2 separate regions of the Zea mays genome follow, and region 1 is linked to region 2. The links are chromatin contacts, called in public Hi-C maps. All regions are on one chromosome and are shown on one strand. Each heading gives the region's core, a stretch centred on a gene start, on an enhancer-like site or on the middle of the called end of the contact. The rest is flanking DNA. Distances are from core to core; before and after follow the strand shown.

What was found. A called contact is a pair of places that touch in the nucleus more often than the background predicts.
Region 1: a contact with region 2 is called in a Hi-C map of endosperm, with 3 times the contacts expected there. The contact joins the promoter of LOC100383343 here to the promoter of LOC103635613 in region 2. A contact is called at or near these places in 3 of 25 Hi-C or Micro-C datasets (ear, endosperm and tassel).

Annotation. Positions count from the first base shown.
Region 1 is chr8:102,887,684-102,892,437 of Zm-B73-REFERENCE-NAM-5.0, forward strand. It overlaps LOC100383343 (Polypyrimidine tract-binding protein homolog 3), which reads left to right and starts at 1,776. Exons shown (of 15, transcript NM_001175999.1): 1 at 1,776-1,857; 2 at 1,977-2,042; 3 at 2,183-2,254; 4 at 2,341-2,417; 5 at 2,692-2,773; 6 at 3,474-3,606; 7 at 3,998-4,062; 8 at 4,151-4,200; 9 at 4,317-4,358; 10 at 4,595-4,646; 11 at 4,747-4,754. The coding sequence starts at 1,986.
Region 2 is chr8:102,550,385-102,555,295 of Zm-B73-REFERENCE-NAM-5.0, forward strand. LOC103635613 reads left to right here and starts at 1,269. Exons shown (of 4, transcript XM_020543428.3): 1 at 1,269-1,647; 2 at 1,761-2,559; 3 at 2,693-2,910; 4 at 4,448-4,911. The coding sequence starts at 1,776.

The DNA of each region.
Region 1 (4,754 bases), core at 526-3,025, 340 kb after region 2:
GAGAAATACGGAGTAAGGGAGGGAAGCAACACACACAAATCCACAGCAAAATGCGCACACACATGGCCAAGAATCGAGCTCAAAAGACTATCTCAAAGTTCTCACTAGAACGGAGCTCGAATCACTGAGAATGACAAACGAATGCGCAAAGACTGAGTGTGGATGATCAAGAATGCTCTAAGGTTGCTTGGTCTCTTCCTCCATGCGCCTAGGGGTCCCTTTTATAGCCCCAAGGCAGCTAGGAGCCGTTGAGAACAAATCTGGAAGGCCACCCTTGCCTTCTGTCGTCGGGCGCACCGGACAGTCCGGTGCACACCGGACACTGTCCGGTGCCCGATTTCCTTCCTTAAATAGCGAAGCCGACCGTTGCAGATGCGGGAGCCGTTGGCGCACCGGACATGTCCGGTGCACACCGGACAGTCCGGTGCCCCCTTCCGACCGTTGGCTCGGCCACGTGTCCCGCGTAGATCGCGCGGCCGACCGTTGGCCCAGCCGACCGTTGGCTCACCGGACAGTCCGGTGCACACCGGACAGTCCGGTGAATTTTAGCCGTACGTCGTCGGCGAATTCCCGAGAGCGGCCACTTCGCCCGAGGCAGCCTGGCGCACCGGACACTGTCCGGTGCACCACCGGACAGTCCGGTGCCCCAGACCGAAACAGCCTCTTGGCTGTACACAGCCAACTCTTCTCTTTTCTTCTTCTTTCTGTTTCTGATACTTAGACACGTATATTAGTACACAAAACCAATGCACTAAGACTTAGAAACATACCTTTGCTCTTGATTTGCACTTTGTTCATCCATGGGCATAGATTCACATTTAAGCGCTTGTGTTGGCACTCAATCACCAAAATACTTTAGAAATGGCCCAAGGGCACATTTCCCTTTCAGATCTCGGATGCGTCGTCAAGTGCTTCTGTTTGCTCAAAGGGAGGTCGTCATTTGCAGTATGTTGTGGTCAGTGTGCCTCCTGCCTCCCTTAGTCCCCGTCTGTGTTGCATGGCAGATGGCCAAAAGTGGGACACACGTAGCTACGAGGGGAGGTCTAGATGCACATTGGCTTTAGTATGCCGATGAGTATGTTGCTCTCATTGTAGTCGTCATACGACTGTCGTCGTTTCGGCCGCTTAAACCTGCGTCGTGTTATGTTTGCCTTCTCTGTTTCCTCTCTGTTGTTAAAGTCCTTACTGCGCTGTGCTTTGCAGTTGTCTGTAATATGTGGTCTGCCACAACATCATGTAAGGGGTTGCTTCGTTTCCCTTATAAACGAGGTTGTTAAGACGTGACTTAGTCATTGCTAGAGTCAATAAAATTCAGGTGGGGTTCTCTTCATCCGTTGTCAGTCTAAAAAATCACCCCCTTCATGTGACTTTTAGTAGTACATATAATTTGCACAACATAGGAATTACAAGTTTTTGTCTAACACAAAAGTTAGATCTACAGACGGTGTGACATACTGTTCCAAAGAATATGAATTCTTTAGAACTCGTGATTTAAAGGAGCATAGAAGAGAGGTGGAGAGATTGAGAAATATAAAACCGATGTTAAATAAAGAAGTTTTTATCATTTAATGTTGAATAAGGGAACGTGTTAAATAGAGAATTTTTTCACAGATGAATAAAGACATCCTTGTAGCAGCCGATGACCACGAAGGTGGTCTCTGCCTGCCCAAATCAAGCGCTCGCCTGACTCAGGAGTCAGGAGTCGGGTACAACAAGGCGTCATCACTATCCTTTTCTGCTGAATCCAGAAGACAAATACACTACTGCCGTGCCCCCCTCCCTTCTCTCTCTCTTCGCCGCAGCGTCAGCCGACGGCAAAACCCTAGATCTCTCTCCCTCTTAAACCCTCTCAACAAGGTAATGTTTGTTGCCAGAAGATTGGAGCTTTGGCTGTAGATCTCTCTTCTCCCCGTTTCCTCGATAGTTTCGCGACCGACCAATTTCTTGGTGATTTTTGGCTGTTGCCTGTGTTACAGTGCGGGAGGATGTCAGAGCCGTCCAAGGTAATCCACATCCGCAACGTCGGGCACGAGATTGCCGAGGTATGTAGGGGATCAGTTAAGGGGAATCTCGAACCTTTTGGATTTTGTTTTTTCGGATCAAATTCGAATCGGATTGTTTGATTTATGGAAAAATTTGATTTTTAATGGCTATATTCCGCCACTCTGCTGCTGTTTTGCAGTCTGATCTCCTTCAGCTGCTGCAGCCGTTCGGCATGGTCTCCAAGATCGTCATGTTGCGTGCCAAGAACCAAGTGGGTCATTTCTTCTTTCCAGCATTTGACTGAGTAGATTGACTATAGGTATTGCTTACTTCTGGTTGTTTTGTTTTGTGGCTCAGGCTCTTCTGCAGATGGAAGACCTCCATGCTTCCGTGAGCGCGCTGCAATATTACACTTCTGTTCAACCTAGCATAAGGTAATGCAGTCTATGCGTATTGGCCGCAATGCCTTATGGATGCCAAGGGCTCCAAAAGAGACATTCATACATGTGTTACGATGTAAGCTGCCAAGTAGCATAGCCATATGCCTGGTAGCTAATGTGTTTAAATTTATGGATGCTGAGGATATGTTTTTGGGCTTTTTTGTTGCGAAGTGTTGAACTTAAGAATACCCTATTTTTAACAATTGAGTTTAACATCCCATCCTATATGTGATTTATCATTTTTTGTGCATCATGTTTGACATTTTAGGGGAAGGAATGTATACATGCAGTTCTCATCTCACCAAGAGCTTACCACTGACCAGAGCTCTCATGGAAGGAATTCTGATCAGGTATGCCACGCTTCTGTACTGTATAATTAGTTTATTACTATATTTTCCAATATAGTAATATAGTCTAAACCTAAACCAATATTATGCATTTATGCTATAGGCCCTGGATGTAACTGATGCATGTTAGATTATATGCTGTAGGCCCTGGATGAAACTGATGCATGTTAGATTATTAGTGCATCACGTTTTGTTATACTTTCTTATTGACCTTTGTTGGCATTAAGTTGTATGATAATCAATTAACCACATCGGACATGCAGGCATAAAAACAATAGTGCATTGACTTAACATGAAAAAACAATCAAATTTCTTATTAGGTCCACTATTTGTGTGAGAGCCTACTTTTGGTTTATGTAATGTTGCCTTTTTATGTTTCTGTACAACACCCCTGGTATTGGTTTAGTTGCTGGCATGTCTACATTTTTGGGGTAGGCTTGGTTTGTTTCCAATTGAAGTATCAAGCATTCATAATTCTGTCCATTTTTAGCAATCCATTCCATAACAAAATTGTTAGAAAAGTGTATTGTTTGAAAGTATGTTTAGCTGTATTTTATACCTTTCTACCTCTTGTAGATAGAGTTAGATCGTGTCACATATCTGCTCTCTTATTTTCCAACTAGTTATACACATTCCTCCCTATTTATTCTTTTCTTTCTCTCTCCTCTTTTCTGTCTCGGTGCTTGTTGCTGCTTGACCTCAGGGGTCCGAACCCAACCGAATACTTTTAGTTACTATCCACCATATGATCTATCCTATAACAGTGGAGATTCTACATCAAGTATTCAAAGCTTATGGATTTGTGGAGAAGATTGTCACATTTCAAAAGTCAGCTGGTTAGATTTTCCTGCTCTCTCTATCTCTTTCACCACGCACGCGTGCACCTGGTATACATTTTCTGATTCCCTTACAGATTGCATGTGAATGGTAAGGTGGATTTACCAATTGATATGAGCTTTATATGTATTAATGTGGGGGCACTGCCGTGCTGGGATGTACCCTTTTTCTAAAAGTAAGCCGTAAACAACAACTTTAACCACTACCGACATTATGTGCTATAACATAGCTATTAGTTATGGGTTGTAGTTTGTAGATGTGCCTGCAAATGACTGGACTGGCACAGCTCGTACATCTAAAACTTGTTACAAATTTGAATGATTTTTGTGCTAACCATCTGCCCCAGTATGTCATCGTTAAGGTTCTTTATTCTTTGATTAACTGATGCAGGTTTTCAAGCTCTTATTCAGTATCACTCGCGCCAAGAAGCTGTGGAAGCATTTGGTTCTTTGCATGTAATAATATTTTATTATGTTCAGCTAATGTCCTTACTGTGCATGTATATCCGGTGTCACTTCATTCTTACAAACAAAAATATCCCAGGGAAGGAACATATACGATGGTTGCTGCCAACTAGATATTCAATATTCAAAGTATGAGCTGTAACATTTCACATTTTCAATTTGGTCTTTCTGTAACTTAATTTCTTCTTGTTTCCTTTTATCGAATATCCATAATTCTTTCTTGTTTCCTTTTATCGAACATCCAGTCTCAGTGAACTGCAAGTCCACTACAACAACGACCGATCTAGGTAATCTTGGCCTTTTCATTCCTGCCAGATGTAGCAGTGTGTGTTAACAATTGTTTTAGTTAATCGTTCTACTCCCTTCGTTTCTTTTTAGTTGTCGCTGGATAGTTCAACTTTGCACTATCCAGCGACAACTAAAACGAAACGGAGGGAGTATCTTGCAAAGTTTACATGCAACTTCATTTAGTAGTTATATCTTCTGTATGAATTTTATTTTCTTAGTTCCTTTTTTCCTTCAGAGATTTCACAAATCCATCGTTGCCTACAGAACAACGTCCTAGGGCCTCTCAGGTTGGCGGTTGATACTAGTGTTTACACTTTTTGCCTGGACCATTTTGATTCTGTAAAGCTAAACTGTGATTTTCTGTTTTTTTCAAACCCATCGGAGCAGCAAGGTTA
Region 2 (4,911 bases), core at 19-2,518:
GGAGACTGTTGTCATTGAAAAGTTTATAATTCACTGGAAAAAAACATTTGAAACAGTTAGTAGAGTATCATGGAAAATGAATATTCATAGTAGGTATGTATGAGGGGGAAAAGAATGAAGTTTGGGGGAAAAATATAAATTTTCCTTAGGAAACTGGAGGCCCTCCTAGATTGGAAAAGTATTCTGCCCGTCATATTTACTAATTATTTTAAAAAACTTTACATAATGCACAAACGTTGAATTATTGAATAAGAACAGTAGAACATTCATTAATAAAAAATCAGGTAATGCACAAATATTAAATTAAATAAGATTTATAGAAAGTTGACTCAATGAACGGGATGATGGTTTCAGGTGACAAGGCAGAGCCGATTTTGCTGTGTCAACAACTGTAGCGCGCGCGGGAAACAAAGAGATGGACGATAGGGGCATGCATCACGATGACATCCGGACGGGGCGAGCCAGTGCGACCCGATGGCTTCCTGACTCCTGAGGAACGATGCTGCAGGGGCGATGGGGACGGAGGTGCGAATGGTGGAAGCAGTTAGCTTCGGAAAAGACGTCGAAATAGGAAGCATTCTGCGTTCGGAAAAGAAAGCGACGCTGAGGCAGCCTATCATCCGCGAGACTGGGATTCCGTCTCACGCGAACTCTTCTTACTTCCTCCCGGAGCATAGCACCTCCTGGAGAACTCGAGGAGTATTCCCTTCTAGAGAACTCGATGCTTGTACGATTCAAAAAAGGCAGACAAACAGTAAACAACAGATGGACGGTAGAATCAGCTCCATGGCTGTACGAACTAACGGCTAAGAAAATTATGACGACGTGTCCACCATATCTTGCGATGAATGGGCCCTGCTTTAATATATAGAAACTAGTACTTGCCGCGCGCGTTGCGTGCTTCTGGCCCTGGTAATTGCTATTCTTAGCAAAGTAATTTCATTTGGACTTTTGTGCCAAGAACGCATTGGAAAAAATCTCCTTAGACTCCAGCACACCGATAAGGATGTTCAGGGTCTTATCAATTCTCGCTTAACTCTTATATGACAAAAAAGAGCAACAATATGAGTGTAACCATATAAAGACTAAATATATCTACTTATCATGTACACCGTCTACTTATCATGTACATCGCCTAAGGGACAAAATTTATGGTACCTGAGAAATAACCATAACACCGCTAGAATCGGCTGAGGATCCTCGTGGATGAGTGAGGATCCTCGTGCAGAAATAACCATAACATTCTTTTATGTTTCTGCAACATGTTTATCGGCTTTGGCGGCATACGTTCCGCTTCTTATTCTTTTTCTGTTCTTCTTTTTTGTCTTTATACCTAATGCGAAGCGTCTTGAAGCGACGGCAGCTCCACGCGCTGGCATAGCCGTCTGTTCTCAGCAAACCCACCCGTCTGTTCTCGTCGTGGCGGCCGCCCTGTCCCCATTCCCCAATCCCTGTCGCCGTGTCCCTAATCCGGCTCCGACAATCCCACGCCCAGCAGTCCAGCTCCAGCACCACCAGCGCCGCCCTGCCCCACGCGGCCACACCCAGGACCCAGCGGCCAGCACTACTGCCAGGCTGGCAGCGCGCGGAGGTCCAGCGCCAGCCGCCAGCACCAGGCTTCCAGGTCTCTAGTGACTCGATCTCAAGGTACTCAGCGCGCTGGCAGCCGATCTAGGTCTCTATGTGTCCTTTGAGTCTTCTCTCCGTATAAATTCATCATAAAAGCTCAAGACCTAGATCGGCTTTTCCCCCTTGTTCAGCAAAGGCGTTTCGGGATGTTTATCATGGATCGATCGATCATGGCGGATGGGGAGACATCGGCGGAGGAAAAGAGGAGGTGGACGGGGCCACCAGAGGCGCAGGAGTTGGAGGAGACAAAGAGGAGGCGGACGGGGCCACCAGAGGCGCAGGAGTTGGAGGAGCGCCTGGACTCTCTCAGGGACAAAATTGCGGCCGCAAGTCTTGTCGCTGGCAGCCGATTCGGCGAGGAGCAGCGACGGTCCTTGTTGCAGGAGTGGTTGCGCCTCGCATCTGCCAAGTTGGATCTGGATCTCTCAGGCATAAGCGAGTTTGACCTATCAGCAGAGGCGTTGCCTTGGTTGATGCCGCCGGAGGAGGCAGACAAGAGGACGACGCACACGCGGCAAGAGGCGCAGGAGTTGGAGGAGCGCATGACCTGTCTGCGGTTGCTATTCGAGGACGCAGCAGATGACAGAATTCTCGCCAGAAGGGAGCTTGGAGCAGCAGCCGACGAGTTCCTGCTCCGCTTGACGACGCGTCAACAGGCCTTGACGCGCGAGTACTCGCGCCTCGCCAACCTGAAGAGGCCTCTGGATCTCTCCGGCATGACTGAGGCCGACCGGGCGGCGGAGGCAGAGAGGCTGAGGGAGGAGAAGCTGCAGAAGGCGCGTCAACTCCAGGACCAGGGGGACATGAGCGGCGCCCGCGAGTGTGAAGGTCTGGCACGCATCATCGACTTCGATGTCAAGCAGGGCGGCGAATACCTCAACAGTATCTGCTGTGTCGGCAACATCTACACCTTCGACCACACAGAGGAGTGTAAGTTCCTCAAGCAGTCACAGTAATTCTTAACTGACTCATGTTCTTGACTGCATGTCAGCATGTGTGATTTGTTCCTGCTTATTGGTTCCATTATATATATCATTAGTTCATTACATGTGCTTCCTCACAGCGCCCGTTGGTCCGATGAGATTTACCAACAGACCCTGGCAAGACAAGATGTGTGTGAATTGTGCGTCGATAAACATCCTATCTGTCAAGATTGCATGCTCGGATATCGACTTCCCCATCCAAGTCTATGGCACCGTTGTTGCCAGGGACTGCATCGACTACAAGTGTGTTTACCTCTTCCGCCGAGATAATGACCATTGCCAACTCATCAGCTCTAATGTACGTATCTACAACTTCTTCCTTCCCTCCCTCCCTAATCGCATCATTCCTGTTATTTCAGGTTGCTAGCTAGCTCTCCTTTATTTCATATGTATGACTGTATGCAAAGGGAGAGGGAGGGAGGGAGGCTAAGATCTATATACTCTTGACCTGCAATTGATTTATACTAGTAACTTGCTCGCGCCTAGTGCGAGTCTTCGATCAATGCTGAACACATTTAAAAGCGTGTTGTTTTAGATATATGGAGCAAAGCATATGTGGATATATCTAAACAAACAATTGTCCACGGTAGTAGAACAATTTAGTCTACAAATGTAGCAGCATCAGCAATCTAGATGTCAACATTCTAAGTTTCAGATTAATGATCTTAAGGACAACATAATAGAGGCTGATAACTCTGTTGTGTGTATTAGATGAATTTAAGGTTAATTTGCTATTATTTACATCATGGCTAGCAAATATACAAATTAAAAGGTGCATATTTAGAAAAGCAAACAGGAAATGTGTTAAGCATACATGTTTTCCTCGGAGTGATGACTTTTGGAAAGTGAAGTTGTGATGTCTCCATGCAATGGACCGATATGTGGAATCAGTAAAAAAAAGGTTAAAATCCACATAAATCGGTGTACAATTAATAGAAAATGGGGAAAAGTACATGTGTTAGTTATCTATATCTTCTGCACTGAAATTAACATGGAGAATTAGGTAGGGCATAGATTGTTAATTGCATGGTAATATCTATGAACAAAATTAATGGTGTCTTTAAGAAATGCATACGTATACAAGGACAACGCATGAATAGCAGCTGCACAAAAATATAGTAAGGCTGCACTGACATTTAACACTTACCATGAAAGAAAGCAAAATCATGTAATCCTTCTTCAGCTCAAAGAGAAGCAATATTGAAGTCAATGGGAATGAATAGACTGAAGCTAGTGTAGCAGCCATTCTGACCTACAGAAAAATAGAGATAGTGCACATCATTACTTATCGCATCAGGAAAAGTGAGTTGCAAAGCAACTTACCAGAGCCTAGGCTTGTGGCAGTGCAACGACAACATTACCCTCAGTAAAGTTGAAATTATTAAATAAGCTACCGACGCCCTCCAAAACAGTTCCAGCAGCAGCTCCAATCATAAGACTTAGAGCATATAGCCTGTCTAAAAGGTCAGAGTCCTTGCAGAGGGCAATTGTAACTACCTTTGCAGCTGCTATTTGAGTTAGCTATCAGGTAGTTGGAGCAGAAGCACTTTCGTTAGTATGCAATATGTCCTCGACATTTGTGAAACCCTAGTATAAAATCACTGAATATTTTAGAGCTATGGTAGCAGCTCCTAGCCCACCCAAAGCAGGGTACACTGTAATAGGAAAAGTTTTATACGCCTAAAAGAATCTTGAAAACCATCCTACCAATCCATCAAATACCACACTGCCTTTGTCTACTCGATTCTACCATAACATTGATCTGAAACATCTTTTTCTAGGAAAATTTGTACGCATGCCACTAGCCTGTCATTTTACACCTTTTTCACGTGCAGGAAGAATCATTGATCTTGACTGGCCCAAAACGGGGACTTGCATTGTGGTACGGTGCTGATTATGTTCAGACTGATCTCTGGGTCAAGGATCGTCAAGGGCATTGCAAACAATTCAGTAAGGGGATCGTGAGGATCCCAGGCACAGCAAATCAAGTGTTTGACAAATGTGAGCCTGAAACAGTATCTCTTGCTACCAGGCTCAGTACTGTGGATGTGACATATGACGTTGTGGAATGTGCGGTGGAGGCAACTGTTGCAGCTGAAGTTACACAGGGGGAATTCTTTGGAGCAATGACTGCCCACACCACTAGAAGCAAGAGGAGGATTGTGCTGTTTGATAGCCAAGTAGGAGGTGATAAATGTCATGGTATGATTCAATTGATGCGACCTGTTGTATCGGTCTCTGTGATGGACAAGCTGAAAATTTTCGTAACGACCGCTGCTGGTGTCTCTACAGGCATTGA